2 separate regions of the Triticum aestivum genome follow, and region 1 is linked to region 2. The links are chromatin contacts, called in public Hi-C maps. All regions are on one chromosome and are shown on one strand. The core of a region is the stretch at or near the end of the contact, and the rest is flanking DNA. Distances in the headings are between cores, read along the strand shown.

Evidence for each region. Hi-C and Micro-C count contacts between places; a contact is called where the count stands out from the background.
Region 1: a contact with region 2 is called in a Hi-C map of leaf, with 5 times the contacts expected there. The contact joins the promoter of LOC123122604 here to the promoter of LOC123122602 in region 2. A contact is called at or near these places in 2 of 5 Hi-C or Micro-C datasets (both in leaf) and 1 of 1 datasets of contacts at active chromatin or transcription factors (leaf).

What each region holds. Positions count from the first base shown.
Region 1 is chr5D:447,630,966-447,633,665 of IWGSC CS RefSeq v2.1, reverse strand. It overlaps LOC123122604 (cyclic nucleotide-gated ion channel 17), which reads right to left and starts at 1,276. Exons shown (of 7, transcript XM_044542827.1): 1 at 953-1,276; 2 at 1-273. The coding sequence starts at 1,011.
Region 2 is chr5D:447,481,090-447,483,789 of IWGSC CS RefSeq v2.1, reverse strand. It overlaps LOC123122602 (hydrophobic protein OSR8), which reads right to left and starts at 1,374. Exons shown (of 2, transcript XM_044542825.1): 1 at 1,074-1,374; 2 at 1-118. The coding sequence starts at 1,163.

The sequences.
Region 1 (2,700 bases), core at 27-2,526, 150 kb before region 2:
TTGGTTTTGTCCATGACTCTGACAAATGGCAGGTAGTAGAAGAAAGGGTCGATGAAGAGGGCGAAGAGACAGGCCACCAGGTACACCCTGTTCCATGTCAGCAGCACGCTGCTTCTGGGGTCCAGGATGCGACTGTGCCACGGCACGTTGCCCTCGTTCATCAATTTGAGCTTCTCGAGGGTCTTTGGGTCTATCCTGTTGGCAGCGAACCTGTCGACCCGTCCGGCTTGAAACGGCATCTTGGATTGATCTTGCCTCTCATCGGGAAAGATCCTGAAGACAGAGTAGAAGATCAACTTAGAGAAGTACTAAAAACTGCACAACGTCGAAATGGTCTACAAATCAGGTTCGGCGCCTATCTTAGTGGGTACTGAGAGCTCCCCACAGGAACAGATGACAATAGGAGTTGTTCTCATCTGCACTCTCCTGGTAACTACGTAGCATCGCAGTGACATAATGTTTCATTTTGGTCCTTAATTCCTGGATGCACGGAAACCAGTAGATAAATGAACTAAGCTGAGTCAAAAATATATCCTATTTCATTTTTGGTCCTTTCTCGATGCACAGAAATCAGTAAATAAACATACATATGCTTGAGCACAAGGAATCAAAATGAGCTCTCGAGTTTCTATTCCCAATTCCAAAACTATCCCCACTCCCCAGCATACTGTACGCCTTGTCAAGCCGAAGCAGCCGAAACTAGAATTCGGCTCGGCTGGTTCGATCCCCTGAGGCAGCAACGAAGCATACGCCCAAGCTAAATCCTGCCAGCTCCAACTCAAACCATGGCCAAAATCCTCCCCTCCCCCGAAGTCAACACCTAATCCAAGCACGCGGCGTCCCCGACTGTCCCAGCAGGGCAGTCCCTCCCCATCACGGGCGGCGTCCCGGGGAGGACCCGTGCCGCTGAATCCACCCGCCCCACGAGCGCCGAGAGATCGCGGGCACGCACCTGTTGGTCGTCCGCCGCTGCTGCATCTCCACCCCATCCTGGGCCCTGGACCCAAACATGGCGGCCGCCGCCGCTCCTCCTCCGAATCTCGCGCCTGGCCGAGCCAAGGCCGGTCAGGGGAGGGGGGAGCGGCGAAGGTGCTGGTGCTGCTGCCGGCCGCGGATAGCCACCATACCAGGGCGAGCTCGCGCGCGTGGGTCCGGCGATTCGGCGGAGAAAGGCTGTTGCCTTTGCAGTTGCTTCCTCTCTTTTTTTTTTCTTTCCGGGAGAGGAGGGGTTGGACCGCGCGGACCGGACGACGGCTGCCCTGCCTGTTCGTTCGTGGGAGTGTCTGCACAAAGCTCGGGACACACGGGGTGCCTACACGGGCAACAGCCAAATACGCTGGCGGGTGGGGCCGGGTTTTGCGCCGAAAATGAGCGTGGGCAGGGCATGTACATTAGTTTAGACTCATGTCGTCTGTAACGTCCCTCCACATCCTGTTATAGACAACACAAAAGACACCCCATACATTAAGCTGTCTGTTAGACTGTCCGTAGCACCATAAAATCGGAAAATTTTGTTTAAGGGCATGTGCAAAGGTGTAGACGGACATCCGTATGTAGTCCATGTTAAAATTTCTAGAAAGGCTCATATTTAGAAATGGAGGGAGTGTTTAGAGCATCTCCAGCCGTTGTGCGCAGGAGGCGTTTTTTCGGCCTCCTGGGAAGGCACCGGCGGATTTTTTGTTCTAGGAACGACAAATTTTCCAGCCGCCGCCCCCCCCCCCCCCCCAACCGACGAACGCACTGCGCATGCGCCCACCGAGCTCGACCGCCGCCGCTCCGTCCTCGTGCCCCGTGTGCCCGGTGAGGACCCCGGCGAGCGTGGACGCGGGCGTGACTCGTGGGGTGACCATGGAGAAGACGGCGGGGGCGCCCGCTGGCTGCCTCGCCTCCGGCCCACTTGTTGTCGTGCTTGCTGTGGAACTCGAAGATGAGGCGGTCCTCGTCGGGCGCGAAGGCGCGACGGTGCACCCCGGGGCTGAGCTGGTTGCACCAGCGCAGGTGACTCCTCCCAGATGACCGCCGTCGCCGACATCGTCACTTACTATGGCTGGAGGGAGGTCACCGTCATCTACGTCGACAACGCCTACGACCGCCGCGGCGTCGACGCGCTCGAGGCCCAGCGCGCCAAGGTCTCCTTCAAGGCGCCCTTCCCTCCGGACGCCGTCTTCGCCGCCGCGCGCTCCCTCGGCATGATGGCGTCTGGCTACGCCTGGATCGCCACCGATTGGCTCGCCGCTGCCCTGGACTCCACGCGGCCGCCCAATCCCAGGGCGATGAGCCTCGTGCAGGGCGTGGCACGCTCCGCCAGTACACCCCGGACTCCGGCGCCAAGAGGTCGCTCACCTCCAGGTTCGCCGCCGCGCAGCAGCTCGTCCTCCTCGGGGCTCCACGACACGGCTGAGCCGGCGTCCGCGCGGGAGAAGTACTCGCCGCACCACGCTCCGGCGCCGACGCCTCAAAATCCGGCATGGCGTTGGCCGGCCTCAGGTCGGGGCGGGAGACGGCAGCGCGGGGCGCGGCGAGGGACACTGGAGACGGCGGCGTGGGGCGTGGCGAGCAACTGGAGACGGCGGCGCGGGGCGCGGGCACGGGAGAGTGAGGCCTCGACCCGTCGGCCGCTAGCGCGCGGTGGCGGCAAAGCGCCGGCGCCGGCGCCGGCGACGCCAGGAGCAGGGCGAGGACGTGTTGCACTTGTGGGCG
Region 2 (2,700 bases), core at 125-2,624:
GGGTGTCGTAGTCCCGATCACGCTCCTCTGAGCCGAGCGCAACGAGCACGTAGACCGCGTAGATGATGCCGGGGATGTAGCCCAGGATGGTGAGCAACAGGCAGATGCAGAACTCCATCTGTTCAAGACAGAAAGGAAGACCAATACTGTTAGTTGCTATCAGGATTGAGAAAAAACAATAGCATTGAACTGCTCCTTCTGTGCCACACAGAAGGCGCTTGCGCATCACCTATCCATTCAGGATCCAAAATTAATCCAGTGAATCATCGGAGCAACTTGCTCTGCCGACGAGGAACAGATTGTGGTACTTAGACAGATTTACCACACCGGCTATGCACATAAACTTCTACGTAGTATAAATGAACAAAACTTTTGCTAAAGCACCCAATAAACAATTGGTCGAATATAACCACTTGAAGCGCAATACAGTGGTAGTAAGAACCGAGAGAGGGTAATCCCAGGCCCCCAGCAGATGGCGTGGTTTTGCTTTCTATATAATGCGGGGCTGAGAGGAGAGGCCTTTTCTCTAAACAAAATTCAGACATTATCGACATTGCACCATACATGTTATCATCCCACTTAGACGACGACGAACCCCACGGATGGTCTGATTGTCTTCTTGATACTCAACAAACGTGTAAAAAGGCTTCAATCTGCTTTCATTGGCATGGCAGCAACCAGCAGGGCCTGCATAATTCCATAGCTAGAGCAATAGCAAACTACTGAACCATACAGTAGTATGTTGCCTGCAATACTAGGCGTCACCTACAGGTCATTTGCAGGTCTAAAGACTGAGGAAACCGCAAGCCCAAGCTAGAGCAATGCTATACTACGCGTCACCGACAGGACATCGCGCGAGATCAGGGGAGACTCCGGACCTCGCGACTGTAGCCAAGGGGGAACCGCCGCCCGAATATCTCTCTCGAACCACCGGTCGCCTCGCCTGCCACTCGGCCGGCGGCTGCCAGCGCGCAAGCCCGCCCGACCGCATGGTTCGCGTTCGGGAACCTACCGGGTCGCGTGGATCCAGCCAGCCGAGGAGGGGGGGGGGGGGGGGGGGGTGAATTGCTTACGCTGCAGCAGCCGTAGTGGAGGAAGACGCCGAGCGGCGGCAGGATGATGGCGAGCAGGATCTCGAGGAAGGTGCAGCTCCGGGACGCCATCGGTGATGCGGATCTCGGATCGGATCGGGGGAAAACTCTCTCTCTTGCTCTGGTCCGGGGAATTCAGGTCGGGGGAGGAAGGACGGAGGGAGAGGATGATGTGATTACTTCGCGCGGAGACTTTACAGACTTGTGGCGCTGGCCGGGCCGACACGCCACCCACGCGGCTCCACGGGGAAACGCCGCAGCGGCCTCAGGTAGTCAGGTGCCGCACGCGGTTTATCCTGGGGAAAACGTTCGCCAGGGAGAAACCGACAGCGAACACACCCTAACTGCTACACGATCTTGATCCTATGGACGCCATACATTCGCCACATATGCCAACTATTATCCTATGGAGTACAGTAGAAAACAAAAACTGGATTTTTTTTTCACAAACGCGCAAAAGATTTGTGCATCATTGCATTCATAGAAGGGGGGAGTACAAGTACAAATGTCCACCCAAATGGCGCGTACACACTCGAATGGCGTGCACAGAAGCACCCTAATGGTCACCCTATATTACACAAGGCTACAGCTCAAGAAGGATGGAGTCCAGGCCGCTGGCGCCAACGCAATCTCTCGGCAAATATTTTATCTGCCGTTTAGTTGTTTCTGTGTTTAGAGGTGTAGCGCCGGATGCTTACTATATTCGGGGTACTTTATGTAATGATGATGTGTTATGATCTATCTAGTGTTGTTTTCTCTCAATAAAAATAAGTTATATTGTATATGTAAATTGTGGCACCCCCAAAACTAAGATCCTTGGCGCCCTATTGTGTGGGTGCGAGATCTTTGTGACTATGGCTAAAAGATGTGATGTCACACGTGTAACCGCTGTCGAGGCGACGGATAGCTCACAGCAATCAGTTGGCTGATAACATCTAACTGCTAGCCGACTAATTCCTAGCAGCTTCACCTGAAATTTCAAACATTATAATATATGTGAAATTATATGAAGTAAGCATCTCTTCCAAGTTTATGCCTGCCCAATCTCTTGTGTCTCATAGGTGGATCTCCACATGTATCATCCATTGTTACTTGTTGCGCCGTTCCTTCAACGGTGAACGGCCATTGTATACGCACATGTGGCAGAGACCCACCCTTCAGCCATTGTATACGCACCAGAAAATTAAGGGGCATTTCCTAAACGCCCCTTATGCGCCTGCTACTAGTGTTCCTACAATCGAGCGCACACCACTGTCCCCGCGCTGGGCCGGCCCACTGGGCTTATTTTTTCCCCTGTGAAACTACGAAAAACGTGGCGCGAGAGAGATTCGAACCAGTGATCTCTTTATTCGCGATAATCTACACTAACCACCTAGGCCGATGCATTTTTCTTACTCTTTTTTCCTGCTTTTGTTCATTTCTTTTTTATTTTTTATTTTATTTTATTTTTTATTTCTTTTCTTTTCTTACTTTTGTGTTTTTTTAAATCAATGAACTTTTTTCAAATTTATGAACTTATCATAGAATTGATTTTTTTTCAAAATTGATGAATTTTTTCAATTTTGTGAACTGTTTTCCAAACTTGATAAACTTTTTTTTAAAAGCCGAC